Linked DNA regions of Sus scrofa: all the other regions are linked to region 3. The links are chromatin contacts, called in public HiChIP or PLAC-seq maps. All regions are on one chromosome and are shown on one strand. The core of a region is the stretch at or near the end of the contact, and the rest is flanking DNA. Distances in the headings are between cores, read along the strand shown.

The links. HiChIP or PLAC-seq counts read pairs in DNA pulled down with a chosen protein or histone mark.
Region 1: a contact with region 3 is called in an H3K27ac HiChIP or PLAC-seq map of alveolar macrophages. The contact joins two enhancer-like sites. A contact is called at or near these places in 1 of 47 Hi-C or Micro-C datasets (embryonic fibroblasts) and 2 of 2 datasets of contacts at active chromatin or transcription factors (alveolar macrophages and skeletal muscle).
Region 2: an H3K27ac HiChIP or PLAC-seq map of skeletal muscle shows a contact between it and region 3. The contact joins two enhancer-like sites. A contact is called at or near these places in 1 of 5 promoter capture datasets (fetal liver) and 1 of 2 datasets of contacts at active chromatin or transcription factors (skeletal muscle).
Region 4: a contact with region 3 is called in an H3K27ac HiChIP or PLAC-seq map of skeletal muscle. The contact joins two enhancer-like sites. A contact is called at or near these places in 1 of 5 promoter capture datasets (liver), 3 of 47 Hi-C or Micro-C datasets (skeletal muscle and subcutaneous adipose tissue) and 2 of 2 datasets of contacts at active chromatin or transcription factors (alveolar macrophages and skeletal muscle).
Region 5: an H3K27ac HiChIP or PLAC-seq map of skeletal muscle shows a contact between it and region 3. The contact joins two enhancer-like sites. A contact is called at or near these places in 3 of 5 promoter capture datasets (fetal liver, fetal skeletal muscle and liver), 1 of 47 Hi-C or Micro-C datasets (skeletal muscle) and 2 of 2 datasets of contacts at active chromatin or transcription factors (alveolar macrophages and skeletal muscle).

What each region holds. Positions count from the first base shown.
Region 1 is chr7:112,572,021-112,575,464 of Sscrofa11.1, reverse strand. All of the region lies in intron 14 of RPS6KA5 (ribosomal protein S6 kinase alpha-5), which reads left to right. Among named protein-coding and RNA genes, the nearest start is that of TTC7B, 55 kb to the right of the region's middle. Within about 2 kb of position 1,589, at least 1 of the 83 cell types and tissues checked has an H3K27ac peak or open chromatin away from gene starts, as enhancers often do. A contact at or near this core is called in alveolar macrophages, where this site is marked.
Region 2 is chr7:112,452,236-112,455,832 of Sscrofa11.1, reverse strand. All of the region lies in intron 4 of TTC7B (tetratricopeptide repeat protein 7B), which reads left to right. Among named protein-coding and RNA genes, the nearest start is that of TTC7B, 65 kb to the left of the region's middle. Within about 2 kb of position 2,277, at least 8 of the 83 cell types and tissues checked have an H3K27ac peak or open chromatin away from gene starts, as enhancers often do. A contact at or near this core is called in skeletal muscle, where this site is marked.
Region 3 is chr7:112,144,434-112,147,961 of Sscrofa11.1, reverse strand. No RefSeq gene overlaps it. Among named protein-coding and RNA genes, the nearest start is that of CALM1, 15 kb to the left of the region's middle. Within about 2 kb of position 1,276, at least 83 of the 83 cell types and tissues checked have an H3K27ac peak or open chromatin away from gene starts, as enhancers often do. A contact at or near this core is called in alveolar macrophages, fetal liver and skeletal muscle, where this site is marked.
Region 4 is chr7:112,411,370-112,415,221 of Sscrofa11.1, reverse strand. It overlaps TTC7B (tetratricopeptide repeat protein 7B), which reads left to right. Exons shown (of 20, transcript XM_021099609.1): 6 at 3,700-3,778. Among named protein-coding and RNA genes, the nearest start is that of TTC7B, 110 kb to the left of the region's middle. Within about 2 kb of position 1,256, at least 12 of the 83 cell types and tissues checked have an H3K27ac peak or open chromatin away from gene starts, as enhancers often do. A contact at or near this core is called in alveolar macrophages and skeletal muscle, where this site is marked.
Region 5 is chr7:112,470,834-112,474,462 of Sscrofa11.1, reverse strand. All of the region lies in intron 3 of TTC7B (tetratricopeptide repeat protein 7B), which reads left to right. Among named protein-coding and RNA genes, the nearest start is that of TTC7B, 46 kb to the left of the region's middle. Within about 2 kb of position 2,177, at least 28 of the 83 cell types and tissues checked have an H3K27ac peak or open chromatin away from gene starts, as enhancers often do. A contact at or near this core is called in fetal liver and skeletal muscle, where this site is marked.

The DNA of each region.
Region 1 (3,444 bases), core at 340-2,839, 430 kb before region 3:
GAGCACCTAGATACACAGGCAGAGTCATCGCATAGTGAGCACAAAATTTATTTCGTCTGGTTGGCCTTCTATCTCTGGCGTTTTTACATGTCACATCTAAACATGAATGTGGATCCTTTCGTATGTAAACAATCTGTTATCCCAATTGGGTAAAACAATTCCTTCAGGAAGATGGGTCATGTCTTATCATTTGGCTTTGATTACAACTTAGCCCACCTCATGGATGTGCAGTTCATTGGAAACGAACAGGATGTGAATTAAAATAGAACTTACGCAGTATCTTAGTCTGCCTCAGGCCACCATAACAAAATATTGCAGGCTGGTGACTTAAACAACAGAAATTTATTTCACAGTTCTGGGCGCTGAGACGTCCAGGGCCAAGGTGCCAGCCCCGTTGGTATCTGGCGAGGGCTTCTCCCTTGGGTTGCAAACAGCCATCTGTTCACTGTGTCCTTACATGACCTCACCTCAGTGCATGTGCTTAGAGAGAGAGCAAGAGCCAGCTCTCTGGGGTCTCTTTCTCTTAGGACACTAATCCTCTTGGAGGAGGACCCCACACTCATGACCTCATTACCTTTATCTCCATAAAGGTCCTGTCCACAAATGCGAGTCACATTGACGGTTAGGTCTTCAGCCTAAGAATTTAATTTAATTAATTAATTATTTATTTATTTATTTAATTGTCTTTTTGCCTTTTCTAGGGCTGCTCTGGCGGCATGTGGAGGTTCCCAGGCTAGGGGTCTAATTGGAGCTGAGCCACTGGCCCACACCACAGCCACAGCAACTCGGGATCCGAGCCGCGTCTTCGACCTACACCACAGCTCACAGCAATGCCAGATCCTTAACCCACTGAGCAAGGGCAGGGATCAAACCCGCAACCTCATGGTTCCTAGTTGGATTTGTTAACCATTGCACCACGACGGGAACTCCTCAGCCTAAGAATTTTAAAGGCACACAGCCATTCAGTTCCTAACACACAGTATTTAATAAATGTAGGATAGGATTATATGCCCGCCCAAAGGTGTGGATAGCATATCCATGGGGTGGAATATAATAACATTTAAAACATACTTCTGCCAAGTGTTTTATTCAGGATTTCTTATTTTTTCACTCTCTTTCAAAAATTGTATTTTTAAAATTTCAGACCTGGAGAAAGTGTGGGAGAATAACACTGTGACCATTTGACATTTCGCCACATTTGCTTCCTCTTTCTTTCTAATTCCCTCTTATGTGTGTATACACACACACACCCAGATATATAGAGATGTATATCTGTAGGTATATAGATACTTTCTTGCCGCACCACTTGCAGTTTGCAGACACAGAATTATTCTTAACAGAAGTTGCTTCCAGGATCATCAACTAAATTGTAAGATCTTAGAGTTGAGAGGAGCCTAAAGTTTGTTTAATTCTACCTCTTCCAGAGAAGGGACTTGTCTACAAAGTCCCTATCACCAGTCTCCTTTAAGTATTTCCAAATTGGAGAATTCCACCCCAACAGCCTGCTGAATTCTTACACATCAGAAAGCAAGAAAACTATAAGGCAAAGGGTACTTTCTTGGATGTAGCCACATAATATCTGTTAGGAAGTAGGGTGAGATGAGGAAGTGGAGCAGATTTTGGAAAACTACTCGGCAGTGCCTACTGAACAGACACAGAGCAAAAGGCCAGCAGTTCCAGTCTCAGGGATGTAGTCAGCAAAAATGCGTGGTTTTATGTCCGAAAGACATGGACAAGAAGATATATGGCAGCAGGTTTCAAAATGCCCCAAACTGGAAACGAGTCCAACGTTTATCAACAATAGAAAGCTGTTCTGTCTGGGTTTCCTAGAAGCAGAACCTAGAGTTAAAGCTTATGTTTTGTCTTGTTCCTGAGTAGCAGCATCCCGGGGAGGCAGGAGGGAGGCAGGGAAAGAGGGAGGGAGGGCGGAAGGCGCACTGAGTGACCCCCTCCTGTGACCAGAGGAGCCGATCGCTTGAGTTCACGGACACAAGACATCTCACAGACCCCGAGGCCACAGCAGCAGGCAATGTGATTTCTGTAATTATAGAATAATGGGTCCTTCCCCCTTAGACTCTAGAGTGGGGGACCCAACACCAGTGGATCAGCCATTGATCAGTGGTTCAGCACAGTCCTCAAGGACAGCCCCCCAGCCCCACCGGCTACTGTCTTGAGTGGGCGACTTCACTGAGCTTTTCATGTTCTAACAGGCCAACTGCACCCACCTGAAAGCAGGCCAGCTCATCTAGAAGGTAGGCCCAGTTTCCTCTCGAAACTGGAACTGAATGTCTGTGTGCCTTTAAAATTCTTAGGCTGAGGAGTTCCCGTCGTGGTGCAATGGTTAACAAATCCAACTAGGAACCATGAGGTTGCGGGTTTGATCCCTGCCCTTGCTCAGTGGGTTAAGGATCTGGTATTGCTGTGAGCTGTGGTGTAGGTCGAAGACGCGGCTCGGATCCCGAGTTGCTATGGCTGTGGTGTAGGCCAGTGGCTCTTGATCATGGGGAGCCCCCCTCGATGAGGCCAGAGATGTGAGTTAAGGAAGAAGCCTTGGTGCAATAGAGGGAGGTGACAGGCTCCTGTGCATGTCATTTGCTGTGACTTCTGGACTTCCTAGGGTTGATTCTGAGCGTGCCATGTCCACAGCATCTTGACTGCTGCTGCAGCTTTATGAATCTGTGTATCTGCTGACCCTGTGCACTGCTTTGTCCCAGCTTCAAGGGAGCCTTTGCAGCCGACTCCCAGCACTGGCTCCAGGTGGCCCTGCCAGGATGTTGAATCCTGAGTCTCAGAAAATGTTTCCATGGCAATAATTTCTTCTCCGTCAGGCCTTATGTTCCACCCGCCCACCCCAGTTCAGCATCCTCAGAATCCATTCGCATTGTGTCCCCTGATCCCTGCTGGGCCATTTTAGCGGGGGCCTTGGTCCCTGTCTCCTCAAACCTCCTCCCCAGGGACTGTACTCCTTCCTAACATGATTGTATATAAGCTTTTGCTTTAGATTGTGTGCTTTCTGGGGAACCCAGGCTACGAGAGTTGGTGCCAACAGTGACCCCAAAAGCAGAACCTTAGGAAGGGACTTTGAAGTTGCATGACTTCCTGTCTGACACCCCAGTTACACTGGGGAATGGGGTTCCCACTGCCGTCCAACTGAAGAAAGAGACAGAAGGGAAAACAGAGTGAGGCCAGAGTGGAAGGCGGGGGTGTTACTGTGTTGGTCGCTACTCACTACAAAAGTGTCATCTTCCAAGAGCTTTGCGACCTACCGTGTCTCAGGGCGGCCTGTCGGTGGATCAGAGATGAGAGGGATTTGTCCCCTGGCTTCCATCTCCCTGGTGAGAGGTTTCCCCCAGCGTAGGTTCACCTGGGGTTGGATGTGTGGGTGCTGACTGGGTCCCAGGGCACCTCGCTCCTCTGTGGCAGCCAGGAAGCCCCAGAGAAGGA
Region 2 (3,597 bases), core at 1,028-3,527, 310 kb before region 3:
ACAACAACAACAACGACAACAATAACAACAAAAAAGACAAAAAAAAAAAAAAAAGTGCTTTGCTTTTCTGGGTAGTGCTTTGCTTTCAAGTGGGAAACCCCACATGCTCCGTCCCTGTGCGTGTGTTGCTGGGCAAAGCAGTCTTTCAGTGGTTTCCTAGCCATTCGATAGCAAGGAGACTTCTGCTGGCCAGGACATTTTGGCATTTTATTTATGAGTGTTGGCTCTTAACATCATTCACTAGCAAGGATAAAATTTGAGAACTTTTGAGGACAGTTTGGCGCCTCCTGGAAAATGTTTTTTCATAATCTGGAGCCACTGATTTGTGTTTCTGGGGCAGCCTCATTCCCTGAGTTTCGCTGGAAGTGGGTATGTTTAGCATCATTAGAGTTGTTTGTTCCTGGAGGGTAGTGGCTCCTCAGAAAGAGGCTGCCCTTGGCTTCCCCTGGAGGCGGCTCACTCAGCCTGTGAGAGGCAGCAGGGCACAGGGTTTAAGGGACACTGGTGCTGGGATCCCAGCCTTGCTACCCCTTAGCTGTGGGACGTCGGGCAAGTCACTCAACCTCTCTGTGCTGCCTCCGAATCCTCAACTGTAAAGTAGCAATAATAATTGTTCTGAGGCTTTTGTGAGCATAAAATGGGCTCATTCATGGGCTTCTAGAACACGTTTAGCACCCAGTAAATGTTAGTTTTGCTGTCATTAATCTGTTCCTATGTTACCTGGCAGTGGAATCCTTCCCAACCTTTGAAGATTTCAGATATTTAGATAAAAATATGGAGTATTTAAACATGCTGCCAAGTTCCCATTGTGGCTCAGCGGTAATGAACCTGACTAGTATCCGTGAGGACGGGGGTTTAATCCCTGGCCTCATTCAGTGGGTTAAGTTCCTGTGAGCTGTGGTGTAGATCGCAGATGCAGCTCAGATCCGGCGTTGCTATGGCTGAGGTGTAAACCGGCAGCTGTAGTTCGGATTTGACCCCTAGCCTGGGAACTTCCATGTGCTGCTGGTGCTACCCTAAAAAAAAAAAAAGAAAAAGAAAAATTTAAAATAAACATGCTGCTTTATTAAAAATGTTAAATAATTTGAAAGAGAATTTATGGAGTAAATTTATTTCTGGAGAATCTGGTTTTCTGTTTCGTGCATGGACATAAGGTTCCGGAGTCTCCATATCACATCCTGTCTGGGTTCTGAATTTCTCTTACCTGGCTGTTTGATCTTGGTCCAGTTGTTTCTGTGTGCTTCACACTTCCAAGTTCGTGGTGGGGTTCATACCGCCTGACTTGTCTGAGGCTAGAAACCCAGTGAGCCGCCAGTGTTTTCCGCCCAGGATGATAGGAGCTTTCCCCGTGTTATTTTCCTTCCTTGTTCCAAACGTGGAGGGAGGGCCACGGACACATAGAATATGTGAGATCTGTGTACACCGAATACTTGTGCAGTGTTGTCCTTGTTATATTAGGGTTACAGAGACCGCCACTGATAGTTTTTTTTTTTTTTTTTTTTTGCAACTCCCGCACCAAAACTGTATTTTGTAAATTTTGACCCCTTATTACTCCCATGTTATGGTATTTTCAACTGTCAAGTGTACAAGGTAAAGACAAAATTTAGTTAGATGGGGGTTGCACCTGGAACATAAATTTCTTAAACTCCATATACACATGTTCTCCGAAGGGGAATAAAAGATACCTCCCAAACTGTGCATATAGAATACTTGAATCAAGTAAATCAAATTAACATAGATAGGATTAAAAATGACATGAGATGGCCTTGATTCGCTTATCTGGGGACTTTGGCATGACGCCAGCAGTAAATAAAGTTATCTGCCCTACAAGGAGCTTCTGGCGGGGGCGGGGAGATGTGATAGGAATAAAGGTGACTTCATCCTTGAATAGCAGAATCTGAGCTCTGCGTTTGGCAAATGAAATCATCCTGTCTCTGTCCTTTGCACGCATCAGCCAACCGGCTGGCTCTGGCTTTCTCGAGCTGAAGCAGCGCCACAGTGGAACTCGACCTTCTGCTGACAGTTCATTCCTTTCACACCTTATTTTAGAAAAGAAGTTAATGCTAAATGGCGGGACAGGCATAGAGTTTTTTTCACGGGTGGCTTCAGCGCTAAAGTCTTAGGAAGAAACAACTGGTGTCTTGGTATTGCGGGGCCAGCCCCCAGCCCAGAGTTCTCCGTGCATCAGGCGTCGTTCGCTGGTCAGCAGGGTCAGCCCTCCTGTGGCCTGTGCCTCCCTCCAGGAAGAACTTGCAGTGACACGGCTGGATTGGCTTAAGGTTGCTGTGTGTCTTGAACTTAAACCCTGTGTCCTCGGAAAAGTACTCAGCGCTGCGGATGCAGAAGGAGGGGTGTGACTCTGGCGGTGCCAGTGGCTGTGCTTTTGGCTTTAAAACGTGAGACAGTAAAGACAGATTCTTCCTTCCTCTCCCCTTGCCTGTCCCCGTCATTTCACTCAAGCCAGAGCAGCAAGTTGCGGTTCATGGCTTAAGGTAGTACATCTGAATGAGTTACTTCCTTAAAGAAATGTCAAGAAACCCACTGGCCAGGAAGTTGCTCTGACTTTGAGCCTGCCCTCTGACTGGCCGGAGAGGAGGCTACCACACACTTAAAACTGAGTTAGAAAAGTCTGGCAACCAGGAAAGAATAATAGCTAATTTTAATTTTTGTACGTTCTTGGTTGGTCTTTGTCCTCATAGTGTTGTAGCATTAAAGGGTTTTTCTATCTGTCTTTTTTGGCTCAACATTTTGTCAGAACCTCAAAGTGTTTTTATGGCTCTAGAATATTTTATCAAGTGGATGGCCTCTGTGATATAATTCACTTATAGCTGCGTATAATCTGTTTTTCTGATGCTATGATGCAGTTTCCTTTGGGAGCTTCCCTTTGTTTTGCATTGTTTCCGAAAGGCAGGTTCCCAGAAATGTGTGTGTCCAGTTGCTTCTTACAAGTCATCTTCTACCCCTGGCAGTACAGGAGGGTCGAAATTGTTTTAAAGTCACTTTGCTGATTTGCTTGGTGAAAATGGTACTTTGCAGTTTGGTCTGTGTTTCTTTGACTCTCAGTCAGATTGAAATTTTTTCCATCTATTTCCTTACTAACTATATCTTTTTTCTGGTCTTTTCTTTTTTTAAATCACAGCATTATGAAAATATAATTCACATACCATAGAATTTACCCATGAAAGTGTTCAATTTAATAGTTTTTAATGGAATCACAGTTGTGCAACTGTCACCAATATTTAATTCCAAAACATTTTCATCAACCCCAAAAGAAACCCATTAGCAGTCACTCCCCATTTACCTCCTATTTCCCTAGTCTCTATAGATTTGAATATTCTGGACATTTCATATAGAACTATACAATATGTGGTCTTTTATGACTGCTTTCTTTGGCTTAACATAATGTTCTCAAGATTCATCCATGTTGCAGCACTCATTGGTACTTCATTTCTTTTTTTTTTTTTAATTGTTTGGTTTTTTTGGCCGGGTCTGTGGCGTGTGGAAGTTCCTGGGCCAGGTATCGAGCCCAAGCTACAGAAGTGACCTGGGCCACTGCAGCGACAACACCAGATCCTTAACCTGCTGCGCTGCAAGGGA
Region 3 (3,528 bases), core at 27-2,526:
CAGGGGTGTCAACTGATCTTCCCGGGTCTCAGACTGTTCACTGTGTAATGAGGGATCAGAGGTATGCAGACTGTGGTACCAGATCTGGCTCGTTTGACAGGTGATTTTATTAAGCCTTCTCCTCTATCTAGGAGAGCCTATCCTCGGCACCGAAGAATGCCCCCTCGGTTTACTGAGGAGCTAACCGTCGGTTCTCAGGCTACAGTCTGTTAATCTACCCTCGTCCGTCCCATGCCCCCCAGGCCGGCTCCTGGTCCATCCCCTCGGCCCCTTCTATGCAGACACAGCGGAAAACCCGAGCCCGCGGGGACGAGATAAGGAAATCACAGGAGGGAAATGGAAACCGGCCCTTCTGAAACAAAAGTGCCCACGACGGTGCTTTCGGGCGGCCGGGCCTCGGCTCGTAGTAAACAGGAAGGGTCGCCTCGGAGGCAGATCGAGTTGGGGTTTCGAGATAAGGCGAGGTTTTCTTCTTATCGCTCCGGTGGCTGCTATTATCACACAAGGTGCCGCGTAAACGCGAACGCGGCCTCAATGAGCTAGGGGGGAGGGCGAGGGTGGTTTCCGATCGCCCCTCGGAGGGCCACGAGCCTGGCAAAGGGATTTAGGCTTGTTTCTAGGAAAACTCCGTGTCTCGCGACGCTCCAGCGGGAAGAGAACCTGAGCGCCTCTCGCCTAAGCCTTTCAAGTACGCGCGGGCGGGCAGGGCGGGGCGGGGCGCGGCGCGGGCGAGGGCACTACATCTCCCGGCGGAGGAACACAGGCAGTCCTCTTTCACACGCCCCAAACGCGCAGCTCTGGAGCCGGTTGCTTAGTTGGCGCTGCCGAGGCTGCTTTCCTCCTTCAGTTTGACAAGGGCGCTCTGATTGGCCAGCGCGACCCTGCAGTCGTTGGCCGGAAAGAGTCGAGACGCCTGATTGGCCGCTCCGCACCTGCAATGCGTCAAGCCGCGGTGGGCGTGGAGGACCCCGCGTGAATGGCCGTGGCTGGAGGAGGGTCAGCAGGCTGCTTTCGGGAGGGAGCGGCTCCGCCTATGGCCGCCATCTTTACTAGAGGCACCGCGGACGGCTGGGACGCAGGGGGTTTTTCGTGGAGCTTTTGGGGACAGTGGAAATAGGCTCTGCGACAGAAGTTTTGCTGGGGGTTTCTGTTCCCTTTTTCTATGGTGGTGGGTTGTTTCGTTTTTGCTCAGGTCCCAGGGAGGTGGTGGGGTAGGATTCGAGGGCTCGCGGCTCAGGGCAGAGTGGCCACCCAGGAAGGAGGGGGTCTGACAGGAGGTTTAGGCGGCGCTTCCCGAAAACCGCTGGGTCTGCGTTCTGTCGGCGGGCGCAGGGAGGGTGATTTGACTCCTCTCCATTTCTAGAAGCAAAGGGGAGGTTGGCTTCCTGGGCTTTTGCTCGGGCTGGAAGGCAGTTCTGGAAAGCTCCTCCGAATACGTCATGGTTGTTGCTCGCGCTGTGCGCGGTCCCGCCTGCAGGGAATGCGGTTTTTGTTTTTCAGAGCTGTAAATCCCACAACCGCCTAGGGAACTTTCTCGGCTCCGGAGACAGTGGCCTGCAGGGGCCAAGCGGAGCTTGCTAGACAGACATGATAGCAGACGTTGGCTGAAATTATTTTGATCCTGTCAGTTTAGTTGCCATTTTAGGCGACTCGTCGTGTGTTTGGGTGTGGATCCCGCTTTCATCTCCGATGTTCACCCCCCTCTGAGAAGGGGGGGGTCCTCATATTATGTTTTACTGTTCCAAAAGTGATGGTTGTTCAGGGTTACCTTCCGTATATATGAGTGAAAGAAAAAAAAAATATATGTGTTTCCTGGGTGAATTAGAGCTGGGGGAGTGGAAATAAGCCATGGTTGTCTTGTTTTCGGGAGATGATGTCTGATGGTTTTATTTGAGCTGCGTAGGTGCAAATTCGGTGGAGCGTGGCTATCCAAAGGTGAATTCTGGAGCTGCCTTGGTGTGGGTGTTGCTATGGCCACAGGGAGAGGTAGTGAATTATAGGGCCAATAAACCCAGCGCAGCCAGGCCTCTCCCTTGTGTGAAGCCTTAGTAATTGACGACCCGGGTTCGTGTATCCTGGCTTTCGCAGTTCCCTTCCCCGTCCAAGATTCCTGGATTGATCTTTACAGGCACACGTGGGTCTGTACTGACTCTTCTATTGACGAATATGGCAGGTGCAGCCACAGCTTTGTATAGGTTTTCTGATTAGGTGCTGCCATGTGGGAGCGTGGTGTGGTACCATTTACCAGACAATTTTATTTGTAAGTTGTTGCTAGTCTTAGCTAATGGCACTGATTTTGAACATTTAATCACTGTCTCATGCGTTTTCCCGTAGGCAAAGCATCACTTTACCTTAGAGTGCCTCCTGCCTAAAACTAACGCTCCCTTTTACTGTGTCTCAGTATGATGCCAGAGCACTGAGTTCAGGGACGTTGCAAAAGACAATTGCAGCTTTGCATAATCTCCGTATAGCAACAACCACTCGTGCCTCTCTGGAACACCCAGTAATTCAGTGTTCTTTGGCAGCTGCAGTGCTGGGAGTTGGCCACTTTGCTTGCTGCGGTGAGGTAGAGCAAAGGACTAAATCTTCTGGAGCCTTGGTTTCTTCTGTAACATGAAGAGAATTAAATCTGTCTCACAGTCCTTGTGAAGATTGCAGGAGATGAGAATGTGCCAGGTCTGTGGAAATTGTAGAACGACTGACATAGTGATAATCAGTTACTAAAGCATTTATTGAGGGCCCATAACTATCTGACCTTGTGAGAGGAAGATTTTCCTTCAGGATTTTCTGCTTTGTGAGGGGAACAGATGGACAAACTCAGATCCAAAATAAACTTTGAATGGCTTAGGGTTTTTTTTTTGTTTGTTTTGTTTGTTTTCCCCTTAGGGAAGGCATAGTATTAATATAGCCTTGTTAGCATGCAGTGCCAGATTTGAGGGCCCTTAGGGTGACTAGCTCATCACAGTTTGCCTTGGTCTTTCCTGGTTTTAGCATCAAAGGCCCATGTCCTAGAAAGCCCCTCTGTCCCAGGCAAACTAGGACATTTGATCACCCTTGGATTGTTTTCAGTGCCACAAGATGGGAGAGTGAACAGAATGGGAAATGAAGATTCCAACTATATAGAGGTGGTTAGGTTTCTCTAGGATCTGTGAGGACACGGGTTACTGAGCACAAGAAAACAGATGTCCTTGTGTAAGATAAGTCTGAGCTGACACCTGAAACTTGGCATGTCCAGAGTCAAACATAATTTTAGCTATTGTTCCTTCTCTCAGTCCCCTCTCAGGGTTTTGCTTTTCATGTTTTATGTTTTTAAAGGTTCTTACTCAATTCCAGTCTTTATCTCTGGTAAGGGCTCTCCTGAAGTATTAGTCACTTTTGAGTGCAGAAGTTCTTTTTAACACCATGGACCCCTTTGCCAGTCTGATGAAGCCTAATTCTACTGTGGTTCATTGCCATGTTCATAATTGAAAGCATGCTACATTTCACGTAGAAGTTAGTGAAAATAGTTGTTCTACTTTTCCATCTAAG
Region 4 (3,852 bases), core at 7-2,506, 270 kb before region 3:
TTTCCATCTCGATTTTAACTTCGGATCTCTGGCTTCCTTCCCGTATCCATTTCCCCCTTGGTTTGCTAGTGCGGAGACACCAGTGACAGCACTAAAAAGCTGAGAATGTGGTTCAAAGGCACAGAACAGAATAAGCAGGCACTGCTGTAGGTTTGTATGTAAAAATGTACGTTTCAGAAACCAGCCTTCGAAAATGCGGCTTTCAGGGCCCAAGAGTCAAATGCTGGCCAGCCAGTGCCCCTGGGTGTCCTTAGGAAGTCATGCTTCTGCACTGACCTAAGGGCCAGCAGGCAAGGCGCTGAAGGAGGAGGCTCAGGAGGAGGATGAAGAAATCAGATTGAAAAGGGAGGAGAGAAAACAACATGGAAGTGGTCAAGAGAAGCAGGACTGCGGGTGGGCTTTCCTGCCCAGGACGGAGCAGGAGGTTGCTCAGGTTTGCAGCAGAGCAAGGCTGAGGGATGCGGGCCTCCGCTCTCCCTGCTGGAGGGGGGACAGATAGTGGCAGGTCTTGCCTGCCCATCAGGCTGAACAGCCGGCTGGTGCTCAGGGGACTCGCAGGCCCTGTCTCCCCTGGGTAACAGCTGAGCTGTTGGGAACCGGTCCACGTGGAGGGACCTGCACCCAACTCGGGAAGCTTGCTGGAGCGAGGTGCAGGAGGTGCACCCCGAATTCCGACAGCTTGCCAGTGCCGGCAAGGACCTTCCTTTTGAGAATAGTTTGCCATAGTGAATTCTGAAATGGAATCAATGACCTCATGTCAAGGGGCTGCGGAAACCCTCCAAACGGGGGAAATTCCTTGGCTCTCTCCTCTTCAGTTTGGAGTGGCGTTTTAAAGCAACAGATCATTTTAGGCCTGGGTCTCAGCATGGCAAGAATAAACTCATAGTTGAGAGACATGAAAGCAATCATGTGGCTTTTGTTTATTTCCCTCAAATCGGGGTGTTTCGTAGCATTTAGAATGTAATGCTTGCAAGTTCTTTTCTTTTTTTGTTCCATTCTATCGTGATTCTCCATCTAGCTTAAGGAAAAAAAATTTTTTCTGCTGTCATGGCAACAGTGGAAGTGACGACTTGAATAAAATTATGTGACTGAAAAAAAAAAAAAAAAGCATGGGTGGTATAGGAGTTGCTGAGAATTGTATGCTTTTGCATTTAGGACACTTTTTCCCTTTTCTTATATTTAAAATGTGCAGTCTCTCCCCTCCAGTGCCTTCTCCCTCCGGTTGTCACATTGCTCTGGGGCTGGACAGGCCACCTCGGCTTGGTCCTGACGGTGGCACACTTATTTGACTAGTGCAGCCCGAGGCCTTCCGAGCCTTCCTTGTGGTTCCTGAGGAGCCTTTGTTTACCAGCAGGATTCTTCCCAGCTTCAAGAAGAATTTGATTCTGAATCCTAAGCTCTTCCCAGAAACAAACTGGAAACCGTTTGAGGAAAACTTGCCTTTGCCTCAAAGGCAGCGTGCGGTGCCTTGGGAGCGCGCCCTGCGTCCCTCCTGGTTTGGCCTCTCCTGGGTGGCATCCCCTCAGTCACAGGGACTTCCTCCAGCCGCCACCAGAGGGCCTCAGTCCTGCGCGGGAGAAACTGCCTTGGCCTTAGAGGGGAGTGGACTCTCCCCATCAGTTCTCAGTTAGGGCCTCTGAGGCCTCATCTGCAGACCCCAGGCTGCTTCACTTGGGCCAGCTGATTTTCCTTTCCAATTTTGAACCGGTTCCTAGGAGTGTCTCAGTAGCTGGGACCACCTGTATGCATCAGATTTGGATTGGATATACACTTTCATTTGCATATTAATGACGTAAACCCTAGACCTGAGCGTCCATATTTTGTTTTCTTCTTGGGTTGCATGTCCCTTTGAGAGTTCACATCTCTTTTGTCAGGAAGGTGGTGGGTATGGTTGGAAGCTCCCAGCTTGCCCTCTCACTGGCCGTGTGAACCTGGGCAGGCCGTTTCTCTCCAGGGTTGCAATGGACTAAGTTGTGTTGGATCATTATAGCTAGAAAATTCGGTGCATCTGTAACTGGATGTGTTTCTCATTCCACAAGGAAGGCACGGGAGACCTTCCGAATGGCCACTTGCTATCTGGTAGCCTTCCCTGAGTTATAACATTGGGATTTGAAACTACCCCCTCCAGGCCTAATTTCCACCCTGTTTGAACAACCCTTTAAACTGGGTCTCCAACGACATGGTCCCAGTCCTACCCTTACTGCATACGGTTGAAAATGCCATGCTTTTAGTACATAGTAGGCGCTTAAGCTGCGATCCTGGAGTGACATCAGCCCAGTCCTTCCTCCCCTCCCTTTTCCAGCCGTAGCTGTTTCCTTCGCCTCATGTTCCCTAAGAGAACTGAGCTTCAGTCCAAAGCCAGTGAACACGGATGCCGTAAAAACAAATGCAGGGGAGAGCAGCAGAGATCGCGCGTCCCAGAGCCTGTTACCTAATTTTGATTCATGTCCCCTTTGGTGCTGCCCGGAGTCCTGAGCCCAAGCTTCTCTTTTTATGCCACCGTAAAGCTTCTGATCTGATATCATCTGCTATGTGTGGGTGAGAGGAATATGGGCGTATTTCTGTAGCTCTGCCAGCAAAGCGTTCCCTTCAAGTTCTGGGGCTGTTCTTGTGAATGAGAGTCCTGGGATGTCATGTAGGTATAAGATACGAAGTAATAGCCCTTGTGAGTGCTCGTAACATACAGAACCCACATTCAGTTTGATTTAATACTTTCGTGCCATTTAAAATGTCATCCAAGAAGAGAGCCGAATATCTAGAGCATCTGCCACAGCCCGCAGAGGCTGGTGGCCAGCTCTGCACCGGCTGACCCGCTCTGTGGCTTTTGGGAAAGATGAGATATGTTCTAATGAGCGGGTTATAAATATCACTGGGTTATGTCATAGGAGGTGGCAGCGCTCGATGTAAAGGGACCTGCTGGGCCGGGCACAGCCTTCAGAGGGGGCAGACAACAAGTAGGATCTGGGCGCATGGACCAGGATTTACTCAAGATTTATTTGTCCCTTAAGGAAACATGTCAGCAGCCATGCCTCTGTGACGTGTGTGGGCGACGAGATGGGATGTGCTGACCCCACTCGGCCAGGGCTCCCCACCCCCGGCTGCACACTCCCCGAGGGAGGGGCTGGGACCCTCTGCTGCTTCCCCTGAGGGCTTGGTTGGGGTAGGAGGTGCTGATGGATTCACTGGGATGTGATGTCTCTTTTCAAAGATGCAGAACAGGTGCTTGGTGGAGCCCCTCATTCTTCATACTTTTTACCATTGTCTTGCCCACTAAAATTGCAGGTTATAAGATGCCTTTACCACATTACACTCAGTGCCTCGTTGATAGTTCTGTACCCTTTTGCCACTGAAAAGATAGAATTCATTACCCCTCAGCAGAGCAGAGAAACTACTGAGCAACTGTAAAATGGAAGAGGGACTCTTGAAAGATATCTTGCTTTTTTTTTTTTTGCCTCCAGTATGATTTTCCAATATTTATTTTCTTGAAAAAAATTTGATGGTGGAATCACCAAAGACCATCAATCCTAGGTCAGATTTTTCTGAGTTGAACAAAGATGCACAGACATGCACTGCACAATTGTTTGCTTAAAATCCAGCCAACAGCTTTTATGTAGACAAAATGCATTGAAATATGTGTATGAAATATTGAATATTAACACACACCAGATGGAAACCCTGTCAAATTCTGTGTGCACACAGGAACTTGACAAGAGGAGTCGGGAGATTTAGAGAGATCCTCAGAGCAGTCGAAACAAGAACAACCCAAAACCTGAGAATGGTAAGTGGGACTAGGGACTTGGTTGAGACCCAAAGGCTCTTCAGGTGTCTCCTCTCCCTCCCATATGTGCATTA
Region 5 (3,629 bases), core at 928-3,427, 330 kb before region 3:
TAACAAGTCTAGACATGGCCGTTCATTCTTTCCCCATTCCCGAGGCTCTGTCCTGATCTGGCCAGGCTGGACCCGAGTCCTGCTCTCTCCCACCCACACTCGGCTCCAGGCGGCCTGCCGGCTGTCCGCCCACCCGCCTCACCCCTGCCAGGCCTGTTCCCACCTCCGCATGTCGCTTGTCGTTTCCCTCCAGCGTGGAGCCTCTCCTCCCCCCTGGGAGGAATCCACCCTCGGTGACACCTCAGTGACAACCCCGCCGGCTCCACTGCCCACTTTAGCCTCTCCTTCCTCCGATCCCACCACCTCTATTTATAGTTAGTACCATCCAGCTTGGCATTCTGTTTTTGTTTAATTACTTCCCATCTGCCACTTGCCTCTCTTAGGTTGTAGGATTAATTAATTCATTAAAGCAACAAACATACACCTGCTCTGGGGTGGGCTCCGAGGCTGTGCCACCTCTAAGCTGCTGGCTGTGGACCTGGGCATTTGCACTGGGGACCATGCGGGCCACACAGGAGAACTTGTGTTGGGATGGTTCTTTAAACCTTTGCCCCTGGCATCCAGGGCCACACTATTGAAGATAAACTCAACCTGAGTAACACAGGTTGCTTAAGCAAAAGTGCAGTGTTTTTCGTATATTCTGAAATGCTCTCCATTTTTAGATGAAAATAGATGCTGGTTTGGGCCTGCTTTTTATAAAAAATAATCTTGTCTCCAACTCTTTTACCCACACTCACCTTCAGGCTGGATCATCCTAATTTGTGGACTGTCTTTCAGGTGGTTTTGCTCAGAACTGTCTCCCACGGCTCATTGTCTTTGAAGGTGAGGGCCTCCTTGGGCTTCCTTAATGAATTTTTCTCCCCTGCATTTCATGCTAGCCGCTGTATTTTTCACTCTTCGGGTTTGGGTCTAGGATCTCCTTGGGGCCTAGACTCATACCAAGCTGGCCAGATTATAAACGATCACCTAATATTTTAAAGCCAGGCCTCCTGACTCCTAGCACAGTGCTCGTGCTGCCATCACCCATCCCTTGGCTTCCATCATCTCCAAACCATGTCTGGTGTTCATTTTCTTCCCCCAACTGTTCCTGAGGCTTCAGGAATGAAAAAAGCATCCATATTTGGAAAGCTCAGAGCTCTCTGGGGGCGGGAGCAGAGCACAGACTGTTCTGGGGAGAGGGAGGGTGTGGGAGCTGGCTCTGTCGGCTTTCCCCCAGTCACACTGGGGCTGGTGCAGAAGAGCAGGAAGCCGTGCTGGCCCCTGGCTGGGCCTCCCTGCCCAGTCCCTTGATCCATGAGGCACAGCCTCACAAGAAAGGGAGAGGAACTCAGGTTTCCTAAACTCCTACTATGTGCCAGGTTCTGGAATAATAATAGTAAATTGTTAATAATTGCAACATTAAAAAAACTTTCTGAACACCCACTGAGCACTTGCTTCTTAATGCCCTTCATCCCCACATGGGTACCACCCCCAGTTAAGAGGAGGAGTAAAGGGTGGACCCTCTGTTTTCAGCCCCCAGTTCTTTTTCTCCTTTGCTCTCAGGTGCTTGCTTTGCAGATTAGGGCTGCTGTATCATTTGCATAGGCACTCCAAGGTGCGGAGACTAGCGCCCGCAGCACCACAGAGGCCAAGTCTACCCCGGGGCTCTGTGAGGTGCCTTGGGTTGCATTGAGTGGCTCCCAGAGTTGGTTGGACGTTGCAGGAGGTCTTGAAAACATCCTTCTCCCTTAACAGAGTAGACAACACTCGGGCTTCTTATTTAAACAGTAGGGTTCTTTGGCACGTTCGAAACCGGGAATTTCACATTAGGCCCTGAGCGGGTCGCACTGCGTCTGGGGCCCCACCAACGTGGGATGGAGGGGATTCGCAGGCAGCGGAGACCAACCGACGTTTTCTTGCAGTGCCAGCCTTTGCCGCCAGGGGGCGTGGGAGCCGCGTCTTCGCTGGGAAGCTCGCGTATGCGCAGAGCCTTCCGAGCGGCCTGGGCCCTGAAATTTGGGTCTTTGTGAGATTACGTTGGAGGTCAGGGATCGCAGAAGAAGTGTGAACTTGCCAACCGTCTTTATTAACCTTGGATCACTGAGTCTCCTAAGGGACTCCTGGGCCATTTCTCAAAAGCTGTGCCTGGTGTAGGCAATTACACACACGCCTCGCCGGTTCTCACTCGGCCCGGAGCTGAACCTCTCCTGATGGGCGCCGTTATCGTGCTGTGTGGTCACGGCGTTTACAGAGACTCCCACAGGAGCCCAGTGCGTTCAGCACATTAAGCAGTCAGGGCATGCATCACTTGAAAAGGGAAAGGAATTCTAGGTGTGAATTAGCAGGAGTGGATGTATCTCCATTTTTTTTTCATGAACTGAAAAATCCCTGGTCATAAGGACTATAGAAGCCCAAAGAGAGTTTTCCTAGAGTATTTCTTAGTAATTCCTAGAGTATTCCTTAGAGTCTTTAAGGCACAGAACCCAACCCTGATCTTTATGAATTTTGTATTTGCTAATGACCATGACCTTCTGGGTATCCTGGAGCCTAAGTACAATGTAGTAACAGAAGGATTCTTCCTCCCTGGCAGAAAAACTCTCCAGGCTGGGTCCCAGCTACTGTGGACTTGACCTGGGAGTGAGGTCGCTGGAGCAGGGTTCAGGTTGTCTCTGTCTCTGTGTGACCTTGGGCTAATTATGAACCCTCTCTCTCTAAGCCTAAATGACCTCATCTGCAGAGTAAGAAGAGAAGATTGGCTATCCTTTTTTTTTTCCCCTTTAGAAGCTGTTTTTAATTTTTATTATTCTTTATTTTTTCTTTTTAGGGGTGCACATGTGGCATATGGAAGTTCCTGGGCTAGGGGTTGAATTGGAGCTGCAGCTGCCGGCTTACACCACGGCCACAGCAACACAGAATCTGAGCCGCGTTTGTGACCTACACCACAGCTCATGGCAATGCCGGATCCTTAACCCACTGAGCAAGGCCAGGGATCAAACCTGCATTCTCATGGATACTAGTTGGGTTCGTTACCCCTGAGCCAAAAGAGGGAACTCCAGAAGCTGCTGTTTATATTTTGAAGCCTTGAGATCTCTTTAGGGACAGTGAAAAAAAAAAAGTAGTTTGAGAGAAAACTCTGAATGGAGTGAACGGGGTGGCCGAAGTGGGGCTGGGAGAGTCCTTGCTGAATGCTTTTGCCCGTGTGTAAAACCCAGAAAATGCGGGAGTGCAGTTGTGAGGCCTGCTGGGCATCTGCTGTGTAAGACTCCGGGAACTGTTCATCGTGGATGCAGCCCTCTCGCAGGCCTCCTCCCATCTAGATTTAACGATTCTGCAGACGGTGGCAAGCGAGATGCTGTGTTGCATGTAGCCACTCATCTCAGGTTGCTAGTCAAAGCTTCCTGTTTATATTTAGTTGGTGTAAGAAGAGTAAGAGCCCTCTTATTACCTCTGACCCAAATTCATATTTAAAGTCGGTTGTGTCGGTTCTTTTGGGGGAAGCAAGCAGAGACTCAAAGAGCCCAAAGAAAGTTTGGGGCCCTCAGTGAAGGTCCACTGAGGTGCTTCTTCTTAGTTCTTTCTGTGATACTTTGTCTGTCGCAGTCACTCAACTTCTCATATTGTTTTGGACATGTCTTTCTCCTCCATCCCTC